Regions from separate parts of the Gossypium arboreum genome. Here region 2 is linked to region 1. The links are chromatin contacts, called in public Hi-C maps. All regions are on one chromosome and are shown on one strand. The core of a region is the stretch at or near the end of the contact, and the rest is flanking DNA. Distances in the headings are between cores, read along the strand shown. Region 1 holds the start of LOC108466565 (60S ribosomal protein L27-3-like). Region 2 holds the start of LOC108468206 (2-oxoglutarate-dependent dioxygenase DAO-like).

Region 1 (6,361 bases), core at 2,852-5,351:
TCGGTACCAAATTGACATTATGTTTCTCAAACATTTTAGTCAAGAATTAATCCAATCTCAATATTTTTCATAAGGTATCGATAAAAGTTTACTAGTATCGATATTTTTGGCTTTAATGGTCACTGAATTTTGCATTAAATGTTAAAGATTTTGATACTTTGTTAGCAAGTACCAATACTCTTGGTTGCAAGTGAATTAAATGCATTGATTATTTCATCCCCAAGGATTCTATTTATTTCTCCAACAACCATAACGGTTGGAAATCAATTAAAGGTATAAATATCATCTTTCAAAGACTCTACAATAACTAGAAAGATTATCAAGCTTAAAAATCAATCAAAACAATATTGTGCTTTTAATTCTCAACAATTTTCTTTATACACACTTGTGAGCTTTCATTCTATTCATTTCAGCTCAAGTGTTTCTTCTTGTATTTGTGCTTAATTTGCAAACATTCTGATCTTGTAAGGGTTTGTTCTTAGTTTGCTTACTCTTTAAGAGGATTCTGTCTTAGGGTTTTGATAGAAACTTTAAGAGAGTTTGTAAGGTTAAACATTGTCCTCAAAGGTTTTCAAATTAGTAAATTTGGGAAAATCCTTAGTTGTAAAAAGCTAAGGTAATGGAGTAGCCAATTGGGGCTGAACCACTATATATCGCCTTGTTTATTGTCTCAATTTACTTTCTTAGCTACTGTAAATTTTTAAAGGGTCATTTCATCCCCTTTTTGACGATTTTGAGTTGATTAATCGTTCTAACAATAAGTTTGTATAGAGTTTAAATCCATTCGGGCTTTCATATTGTAGATAGGCTGTAATATTGATGTTAATAATTTAAACTATACCGTTGGATCTAGGGGGCTCAACTTATAAATATATCCCTCTCCTTCATCTGTAATGATTTTATTTAGAGTTATTAAATATACATTGAAAGTATTTACTCAAACACTTGGTGTGTTTAGCTTTCTTGTGGCTTTTGTGTTCGCTTTTTGCTTCTTTTAATGATTTTATTTAGAGTTATTAAAGTTTGCTTCTGCTTTATTTCGATGTCTGAAAGAATTTCTTTTGTGATTTATCACTTTTAAAAGTTAACTAACTTAAATAGATTTGAAACAAAAGAATCGTTTAAAATAACGTGATTTACTATATTAAAGTTCTAGGCCATAACACTTGCACCTATATAGATTTTGCAGCAACTTTCTTAAAAAGTTGGATGTCCTCGTCGATTCAAACTTTCTATGTAAAAAACTTATTTGCCTTTGATGATTCTTCCTATAAATTTGTGTCTTATTCAGATGATACATGAAGAGATTTCTAATTAAATAATAAATGAAATTTTCGTATATAATACATGAAGAGATTTCTAGTTGAATAACCATTGCTTATCGTGATGGATGGTTTTCAGTTTGATTACCATCTCAAAAATTGTTCCAATAACAGTTACATGATTTGGAGTTGCACCCTCTAATAATACTTTGTTCCTATGGATCCAAATACTTCACAAGGTGATAATGAAGGTAACATTTACCACGATTTCCTTTTCAATCTTCGCATGTTACATGAATTTTGTAATCCAGAAACCATTTCAGTGTACATTAAGATTGCATGTTCTAACTTCCGAAGCAAATTGAGTTAATAAACAAATAAGTTCATAAAAATATTGGTATTATTGTCCAAATTCATTTCCCACATAGTTTTTAAATTATAAAATTTAAAACTATAGAAATATTACAGCGTAATAAAATTAAAAACTAAAAAAGAAGAGAAACAATAGTTATTACATTAATTTATTCAGGTTAATTTTAGGTGGACTTTTGTAGTTTTTAAAAGGTTAAATTTTATTAGTAACCTATGTACTATGTATAAATTATAGATTTATCATTTTTAATCTCTATACTTTTAGGGTTTTAAGATTTTGATCTTTGATAACTATTAAATTCATTAAATTCTGTGTTATATATATAAAATTAATAGCAAGATTTAACCAAACAAATTTAATTATTATCATTTATTCAGAACTAAAATCTACAACTTATACAAAATCAAACTTTTAACATTATAAGATCTAAAAGAATTATAAAAGAAACATTAAAACGACTACAATCTAAAATGAGCGGTCGATTTGGCTTTTGAAACAAATTTATTATTAGAAATCTAGTTTTGACATTGCAGTTATACATTGAAAAAGGAATTAGTATCAACTTCAGAAACTTAATAAAAAAGTTATAATTGGCGTGAGATGGCAGAAAAGTATCATTTCTCCCTTTATTTATAATTTTTATAATGTAACTACAAATAGATGTGAAGCCCTAGGCAAATCACTGCTAATCCAAACCTATATAATGTGTAAAATTAAATAATTGCCATCTAGTCCAAAAAAGATGAATCAAATGTACAACATAAAACACAAAATTGATAATGGTGGAAACCGACTAACTGGTAGGAAAGGTGGCTTGTTCACCCCCTTAAAAGGCAGAGAACCATCGACGGTAGCAGGACAGTTGCAGATGTTATAGGGAAGGAGAGCAAGTTGAAAGGTAGAGGATATATTGGAATGGAATGGCCCCTTGTTAAAAGAATGAGAGGACTTACATACAAAAGATACAGGAGATGCCATGTTCAAAGTTCTACTGATGACAAGGTCACATCTTGTTGCCCCTTTATACAGGGTGCAACATGACCACGTGGATCGAAAATGAGACATTCTAAGGCAGCTTAGCAATCAATGAGCGTGAGGCCAAGTACTCTTGACGAAGGTAGTCCATGAGCGGCATTGTGTTCAAGGGGTGACATGTGGAGCCATTTCCGGAGGTGGTATAACAAAAATGAACACTACTTTAAACCCAAAGGAACAATGCAGGGTAACAAAATCCAAGTAGGTCAGATTTTGAAAACTAGAAATGTAAAACACTGCTTTTTAGAATATTGCCTACTATTTGCTTGACTTTCATGAACTTTCCTCTAAGTGGTGGTTGTGTAACGAGTGCATAATGTTCAGTGCAACGCTCGTTATACGAGTAAACTATAGGTAACAAACAACCTCTGTCCACTGGATTTGCACATCAAGCCCTCCCATATGGATTATGATTCCAATTTCAATAAGCCCCACTCCGCTACCTCAAGCTTCCGATAGCCAAACACAAGAACATGTTGCTCACTTCAACTAAGAATCAAATAGTTTGTATAATGGATAAACCCTAAACTAAAAGCTTGATCTCCCGATCAATGCAGATTTACAGAAACAGCGATAACCATGAAAAGCCACATCCAAGCATATTCAAAATGCAGTAAAGCATACCCATTTCTTGGGTTAGCTAAAACATTCAAAAATCCAAAAATAAATCAGTGACAGTGATGACATTATAATAGGTTCAAACATTAAAAGATTCAATTCTCAACGTCCATTGACCTACAGATCTACGTTAAGACAAAATGATAAATCATAAAGGACAAAAAATAGTTCAAAAGCTTAAATTTCTTATAGAAATGAGCAAATCACGTTCCATAATATAACAAAAATAATAACCCAGAAATATCTTATCCAAACAGATTCAAAACCCGTCATTAAATTCAAAATTGTTCGATAAAACTACATAAGCATAAAACATATTCCAATAAAACACTTAAAACCTGAGCTTAGTAAAGAACCACCTGTTTTTCCCAGTCTTGAACCTCTCTTCAAACCTCTCCTTAGTTGCCTTACAAGCGGCCACTTTCTTGTCCTTGGTCTGGAGAGCATCGACGGTAACCACGTCTTTCAAGTCCACATCGAGGGTGTAGCGCGTGGGCATCAGGTGCTGGTAATTGACGAGCTTGATGAAGCACTTGACGCGTGACTTCTTGGCGGTTTTCTTCGCGGAGTCCTTGCGGATAACCTTGCTGGGATACTTCTTTATCCCTGCAACCAAACAATGGCCATAGGCGCGGTCACGTGTGCCATCGTCGAAAGATCTGACAATGACGGCTTTGCGGCCAGCGTATCGGCCCTGGAGGACGATAACTGCCTTGTTTGGTTTAAGAAACTTCACCATGGCTACGGCGGCAGCTGCGGCTCTGATTCTCTTCTCCCAAAAACCCTAAGTAAAGAAACAAGGAAAAAAGGAAATGAGGTAATATATACTGCGAGTTGAGTGCAACCCTATAGGTTTCGGAATCTTGGTGGGCTGGGCTTACATTTATGAACTCCCTAGCTATACTAAGAATCATAGGTTTATTTTATTTGGATTAGATTTTGGGGCCTTAATTTTCCGGTCAGAGTGATGGGTCTAATTAGGTCCAATAATTTTCGCATGCATTTTGTATGCAAATAAATATAAAAGAAGATTATATAACATCGATTTTTAAATTAAAATTTTTAAATAATTTAATGACTATTTTATAACTTTTTGAAGTTAAGTGATCAAAACGTAAATTTATTAATAATTTAGTAACTTTCAATTTAGTTTACCTTAAATATTTATATATTAGGAATTTGTGTTTTATGATATGATTCGTTCATGTGTTTTTATAGGATTTTTTATTTGAATAGTATGAAAACGATACTCAAAATAGTATAAGTACAAGATTATTTATTAAAATAAAATGAAAACTACAATGAAGGTGAAAGTTGCACAAGCTACATGATTTTATCCAAAATCTGAAACTTAAATATGTGCATGGATCTCGAGTTATAATGTACGGTTGTTTTTATAGGTTTTAGTTCAAGTAGTCTAACTCATCGATTTTAGTTTAAATTGTATCAATTTTAATATAATCATAATTTTTAGTATAATCATTATTATCACTAAGTATGCATATAAGCACTAGTTTAGAAGATAATTTATTTGAATTTTAATTATTAATGCCATGTCAGATTATAACTTGCAAAATAACTTAATTTAAAATTTCAATTATGTCATAAATATTTTATATATAAGTTAGTGAATTTTTTTTGAAAGAGTGATTTTTTTTTGAAAGAATATAAGTTATGATTAAAAATTAATACAAGGATTTAGTCAAACATATAATATGAATATGCTATGTGTGATTTTTTTCCATTTGTAAAAAATGTTATTAAATTTGTAAATATTATAGTTATATGAAATAATTAGATTATAAGACACAATTAAAGCTATTAAACAACAAACTTAACCATATGGTGTAATTTACGACATAAAACTTTATGCGACTTACATACATATGATATGATAATATCCAAAAATTAGTTTTGTGAATACTATAAGTTCCCCGCAATTTTGAAAGATCATTTAATTTATATGGTATATCATATAACTATAATTTTGTGGGTCTAAGTTTTGTTCAAGTCCAATTCAAATAAAAATTTTAAAATTTAGATTCAATCCAGATTAAATTTTTAAATTTTATTTTATATAATTTTAAAAAAATAAAATACATTAAATAGACTAAAAACATTAAAATAAATATTTCACGACAAATTGAAAATAAAATTTTAAAAAGTCTTTATGCTTAAATAACACTAATATAAGTTCAACTTAACAAGAAAATGCATCTAAATACCAGCAAAATTAACAATAAAACAAGTGTTATATAATATTCAAACATTAACAACAAAATAGTAGCAATATAATAATAAAATGGTAGCAAAATAGTGACAAAAAAGTCGCAAAACAACAACAAAACATGGAAAAATTTCAGGTTTTTTTTATTGAAAAATTGAGTCAGGCCAGGCTTGGACAGAAAATCTGACTCGGGGCTCAGCCCGTTTTCTAAATTGGCTTTATTTTTTTACGCAAACTCATTTTTCGAGTCTATACTTTTATTTAAACCCTCTCATTTTTCGAGCGAACTTTTGAACCGAACTAAACAACTCTACATACAAAATAAATTTTCATGTGACTTATATGCATATAAATTATAATATGATCACTAATTAATTAAATTAGTTTGCATTTAAAAACTCAAATAAAATATATGATGAGACATTATAAATATAGGATTTTATTTAATTAAATCTTCACCATTGTGTTTCTAGCGAAAGTGAGATATTGGTCAATGATCGCAGGTGTTTGGTGTTAGGAGGAGACAATAAATGAGAAAATATTTGATATATTATATATGAGTTTTTATGTAACATGAGTAAATAATAATATTACTACAATAAAAATAGTAAAAATTTATAAATAAATACTAATAATTCTATTTAAATATAATTAAAAATGGTGGAGTGGATTTATTTATATATGTGTAAAATATAAATCTAAAGTAGTTTTGCACCTATTATTATATTTTATACTCTTAATATTTTAACTATCAAACTGTTGAACTTATCAATGTAATTGTACTTGTCATGCATGTAAGTTTTCAAACCAATTCCACATCTCTATCAGACCAATCTAAAATATTGT
Region 2 (6,361 bases), core at 2,302-4,801, 480 kb after region 1:
ATAAAAATAATCTACTGATCCAAAATTCTGACTGGACTTTCCTTTCGAAGGTAATTCCAACAATGGCTATTAATGCCATACTAATTTCGATAATATTATTCATATACCAATATGATATATATAAAAGGTAATCAAAATATAATATAAAATCTAAAAAATGTAATTACACAAAATGACTAATATGTAAAACAAAAATTAGTATATCAAAATTTTATGAAAAACATATATATAAATAACGTATTTCAATATATATATATAACATGATTATTTATATATCTAGATTAAATTTTAAAATTTTAATATGGAATTTCTTATATATATCAAAATATTAAAAATATTTTAAAGTCACTTTTAACAATCCTAAAGATATGTGTGTTGGGGAGTGAGGTCCAAGTGGGAGATTATTGAAATATATGTACATAAAGTATATGTTGTAAAAATAATTATATATTATTATTTACTATTATAAAAGGTTAGTCCAAATTAAAGGTGATTTGATATGGTTAAAATTTATTTAATTTTAATTATTAAATAAAGTATGAGTCAAATATGTGTAAATACTCTAATAACTAATTTCTAATAGATGATCAATTCAAAACAATTCTTGGTGATGAAGAGTTGATTAAAAATTAAGATTAATGTATAAAAATTATATATTAGTGTTATGGTCCTTAAATTATACATCCGTAATTTTTTGACATTTTATCTTCCAAAAGAGTCACATTCTCTAAAATATGCTCATAAATAAAGAAAATGTGAACATTTTTAAGTATGCTTTTTCAATTTAAAGATTTAAGAAAATTATGGGTAAAAATTAAGATTGTATAGAAAATATACACGTGGTCCATAAATATATGCTAGTATAAATATCTTATTCCATTAATATGAAATTTGTTTTCCTAACAAAGGACATAGTTTGAAAATAAATAAACATAAATAATAAAAATTGAATTTGTTATGTTATCTATCGACCCACCATCTAATTGGGTACTGAACCACACTCTACATGATTCTTACTTTGGGTTGGTATGTAAGGTATTCATACATTTCTATGAGACCGCATGATGTGGGTTTGCACTATCATATAAGCAAACCTACATCGTATAAACACGCGTTAATTTTAAAATAGGGTATGTATCAAAATACATAAGAATTTACCTATAATATTATATTTATAAACAGTAATTATATCGTATAAATATATAGTTTAACCCATATGAAGGAGAGACAAATAGCAATAGTCAACAGAATTCAAAATTTACAAAATATTTAATGAAATAATTGGATGAAGCCTTGGATTTAATTAAACCTACTTTTTCCTGCTGCGTAATTTAGCCGCATTTATAAACAAATACAAGATTAATATAACTTGTACAATGCTTAGCTAACAAACAGTATCACTTTTTTGAAGGTCAATAGCAACAAAATCTGTTCAAATCTTGAGATCATAAGGGATTATATTTTGACTCTTCTATTAAAAATATAAGTAAAATAATTATTATATATTAGATTAAAGAGTAATTGATCATTCTATTAAAAAATTTATCCATTTTTATTGTTAAAAGATTTTCATCATCAATAGCAACAAAATATGTTCAAGTCTTGCCACAATTTGCAATTTACCCCTTCTACTAAAAAATGAACAATTAATCCCAGTACATTAGATTAAAAAATAAATTGATCATTTTAAGAATTTTATCCATTTCTACAGCTAAAAATTGATCTTCATACATTGACATAAAGTACACATAACATACCACAAGTCACTATTTGATTATTCAATTAGTCGCGTCAATCTTTTTTTTTAATCAGAAGGAGCAAAATACAAAGTCATGATACATTTACCTCTTGCCACATCTTAGAGATTTTAAGGCCAATCTGAAAATTTTAGGTCCAATTTCTCCGCAAAAATGCAAATCCGGAGGTTCAGGCAACCCCTTTTGCAATGGAATATACAGTCATTATATGTTGGAAATGAGTATGGACTATTTTTACTTTTTACTTCATTTCTAGGGAAATTCAAATTCATGCTTTATTCATCAAACAAAGGGTAGAAGGGGAGGACTTTCATTACATTGCAATATGCTTTACACAATCTTTCTTTGAGATCAGGTACGAACAAGTGCAAGAGCCTCACCAGCTTGCAATTTCGTCGACAGCCGCAGCTTCCTGTACTCCTCGTACGTGAACGAGTTGTAAAGTCGCGGGTGGTCCGAATCCACCAGTTCCGGTGGCGGATCCACCGCTTCCTCTTTCGGTCCCAAGAGGAACGTGGCGATCGACACTCTAGTTTTCGCCTCCTTGCATTGCACTCTATGCTTCACCGTGTGTAACCTTCCATTGCTCCATACCTGAATCAGAATCAACAACAAGATTACGACACGAGAATACACGAACTGCCACATCTAAAGAAAGGGATGATTAGCTCACCGTGGCCATATCCCCAAGATTGACAAGGAGGCTGCCAGGCAAGGGATCAACAGCTACAAATTCACCAGATTTGTCCATCACTTCAAGTCCACCAACATTCTCATCGTCTTGAAGTATTGTTAAGAAGCCAGAATCAGTGTGTAATTGGACCCCAGCCGAGCCTACAGATTGAGGGGTGAAATGGTACTTATTTATCCTAAATTGGCAAGGCCATTCCTTGCAGTAATCACCCTTCAATCCCATACTCTCTGCTATTTTTCCACCTATATCCATGATTACCTCATGTATTGCTTTAGCATACTTCGCTACTGTGTCTCTGGGTCAATATAAATCAAACCGAATTTCATTTGAACATGTCGAATCATATGAACTTCAAATTGGGTATTCAAAATCTAAAATCGAACAAGAACAATCCCATGTAGACAAAATCAAAAGGAGGGGGGGCAGACCTTTGTGAAGGAGAGGCATCCAACTGAGAGCAGAAGGTATGAATAGCCTGGGAGGAGGCCATATCATAGAGACCCAATGCTTCATAAAGAGGGTTTTTAGGACTGGGAGCCCAATAACCACTGCCGGCAATGACATCGACGTTGTTTTGCTTGATTTGGATGGGGAGGTCAAGCAATGATCTCACAACTTTCTTCATTTCCTGCATCAATTCAAAAGGGATGTTGTGGTTGACTACCCTGAAACAACCCCATTCTTCAGATGATCGCCTTAGTTTCTCATACTGTGCTGGAAAATCTGAAAGATCAATGGTTGGAATACTCTGGGTTTTATCCATTTTTTTTTTCACTCACTTTCCTCTGCTTATTTCAATTCTTCATATGGGAACTGATAATAGCTTTTATATATTATAAGGGTTATTAAGTATTGTTGAGCCTTGGTTAATGCTGAAAGTGGGGGATTGAGCTAGCAGCAACGGGACAGCTTTTAGCTTCTTCTTCCGACAAAGTGAGGCAATTTACCAAGAAAAAACAAGGAAATCCACGACATAGTGTTTGGATTGAAAGCAATGGCAAATTGGCAATGGTATACAAAGATGGAGATGAGTCCAAAAAGAAGAAAGAAAATAATAATAATAATAATGGGTGTAAGTGCATGATCCAAAACCCAATCATGTTTTTCACGTTTCCATTTTCTGGTAAGATATTTTGCCAAACCAATACGCAACTCAAAGATAAGAGTTATGTTTCAACAAAAGCCGTGTTTATCGGTATATAAGAAAGAAAAAAAAAAATTCAAACATTCAATTAAGTGCCAGCCAGCAAACTGTTCTTTTAAGAAATCAAATTCAACGTATAATTTTTTAATTATAATATTTAAAATTACTTATAATTCATTTTAAATTTTAAGTAGAAAAATAATATATTTTAATACACTTAAATTCAAGTCTTTTACTTAAACAATAATATTGATGTCAACTAAATTAAGGCTTAAAATTATTTAGTAATATTTTTAAAAATACTTTTAGGTAAAAAACACTTTTAAATTAAAGCTAAAATTTTTGTCAAAAATATTTTTCCAAAGAAATTTTTTTTGTATTTTTACTTAAAAGTTTTTTTGTTCTAAGTGTGCTTCTAAGAAGTAATGCTAAACTGACTTTTAGTTTAACATTACTTCTCAAAAGTGTTTAGGGTCAAAAGTGCTTCTGCCAAAATAATATTAAACAGACAACTTCCAACATCGAAAGTGTTTAAAAATACTTTTGAATTCGAAAATAAAAACAATTTTTTAATTTTTACTTTTGGCAAAAGTATTTTTAAGAATAAAAGATAATTTTAACTATTATAAAATATTTTATATAATATTTATATTGAGTATATAATCACCTTACTATTGAAATTTATTTTAAATATATAATATTATATATTTAAATTTTTATTGATTATATTTTAAATGTTAAAATATAATTTATATATTCAAATTAAATTTTATAAAAATTAGTATTAATTGTTTAAAAATATTTAAAATTTATATTTTATATATTAAAATATTAAAAATTATTTTATATTCTTACTAAAATATCATAATATTAACTAAAAATACATATTTATTACATTATTATCATCATGTCTAAAATAAACATTTTATTTTTCAAGAGTAATCTTCAAAATTATTTTTTCACAACACTTTTAAAAATACTTCTAAAAATTAATACTAAACTATCCTAAGAATCAATTGACAGCATACAACATTTATTATAAAAATCTACCAATTCATACTAATAGGTGATCAAATTAATCAAACTATCCATTTCTAATCTAATCAATTTTTCTAATTTAATTAAATAATTTATAAAAAAATCATCGATAATTTAACCAATAATCTGTTCATACCCCTTCATAAATCATCATTATGTTCAACCCTTACTCCAAATTATAGCCCGATCGGTCCGGTGTTGTTCTAAAAAGAGTGCCCTAACCTCGAAGCACTCGGGAGACGTTAATATTGAACCACCCAAACTCTATTTCAAACTATAATACTGAAACATAACTCAAATCCACCGCTAGAATGATATAAATACAATCTCAACTCAAAATACCATGAAAAAAGTACGAACAAATACCCAAAGCCAATTCTCAACACGAGATTTAAAAACCAGTTTTCTGGCATTCATTCTACAAGATACAAGTTCCATGCTAAAACACAACAAAATTAAGCAAATTCTAGCTTCCTTTTCTGTATGTATAGAACAGTGAGAATACACTTCAATGGTGCCTACCTCTACCTGGCTTCAATTCTTCTTTAGGTCAGATAAGCACAAAATTGTGGGAAAGACGAAAACAGGTTGATCTTCTAGAAAGGCTAATGCAATCGTATCAAAGATAATTAAGCTGCTTTCTGACGAACAAACCGCTGTAAACTTTTCGGCATTTCAGTTTCCGGATTGGTTTTCTGCTTCTTTCTAGACCTTTCATGTTCCTGTATTTGTTGTTCCAAGAACGGTTTCTTGGCTCTTTCAATCATCTCTTGTCTCTTCTTTGCTCTCTTACTCGGCTTGTTCCTTCCCTTTGTTTTCTTTTTAAAGTCGGTATCCTTTGCAGTTTCAATGGCAGCTTCCATTTCAGCTTCTATCTCCTTCTTCGTTGGCTTCTCTTTCTTTTGTGGTGCTCTCACTGTACCAACCTTGGTTGGGTCCAACATTATTGTTTCGGGTGGAAGCTTGTCGAGCAGAGAGTGCACTTCCTTCTCTCGCCTCTGTTTAGATGTTTCGAATGGGTTTGCCACCCAAGAATCAAAGTTGGGTTCCCCGGATCCTGGAATAAGAATACTAGACCAACCCATGGAGTGTCCTATCCCCAAAACATCTTCATACGGTCGAAACAAAACTTTCCCTACCTGGTAACCTTTAGCCATAGAATGAGTCATATAACTATTATAATTCTGAGATCCAGAAAAATCAGCTAAAATTTTTATAAATGATCCAGTTCCGGCAGCAAGCAAGCCTTTCTGACTGAAATTCAAGGTCTTTGCATGACCTGGCATTGTTTGAATAACCTCAAACTTCCTCAAGTCCCAAATCTTGATTTTATTTTCTTTCCCAGATGTAGCCATGAGATGCCCATTTGGATGGAACGCCAATGATGAGACAGGTCCAGGATGGCATAGCATCTTTACAAGTGGGACAGAACTGGTGGGCTTCCACATGGTTACTGTACCACTAGAATGACCCAATGCAACAACTCCGTTAAATGGATTGACCTGCATAACATCAGTGCGGCCTAAACCAGTCCGGAAATTGCCTACCATCTCACCCATTGTAACATCCTGATAATGAAGCTGCCCAAATTTGTTTATTGATGCCAAGAGAAAGTGGTTTTTCAGAAACTGGAGTCTTAGTACTGCACCGTGTTCCTGAAAAAAATCTTGTAACTCAGTCTGCTTAATGCATAAACAGTAAACTTCACAACCAAGAAAGAATGAATTG

What was found. Hi-C and Micro-C count contacts between places; a contact is called where the count stands out from the background.
Region 2: a Hi-C map of leaf shows a contact between it and region 1, with 4 times the contacts expected there. The contact joins the promoter of LOC108468206 here to the promoter of LOC108466565 in region 1. A contact is called at or near these places in 2 of 5 Hi-C or Micro-C datasets (both in leaf).

Annotation. Positions count from the first base shown.
Region 1 is chr7:14,114,497-14,120,857 of ASM2569848v2, forward strand. It overlaps LOC108466565 (60S ribosomal protein L27-3-like), which reads right to left and starts at 4,102. Exons shown (of 1, transcript XM_017766943.2): 1 at 3,454-4,102. The coding sequence starts at 4,027. The coding sequence ends at 3,620.
Region 2 is chr7:14,593,887-14,600,247 of ASM2569848v2, forward strand. LOC108468206 (2-oxoglutarate-dependent dioxygenase DAO-like) reads right to left here and starts at 3,552. Exons shown (of 3, transcript XM_017769101.2): 1 at 2,880-3,552; 2 at 2,431-2,746; 3 at 1,962-2,351. The coding sequence starts at 3,214. The coding sequence ends at 2,109. It overlaps LOC108455842 (probable U3 small nucleolar RNA-associated protein 7), which reads right to left. Exons shown (of 7, transcript XM_017754406.2): 7 at 4,876-6,288. The coding sequence ends at 5,263.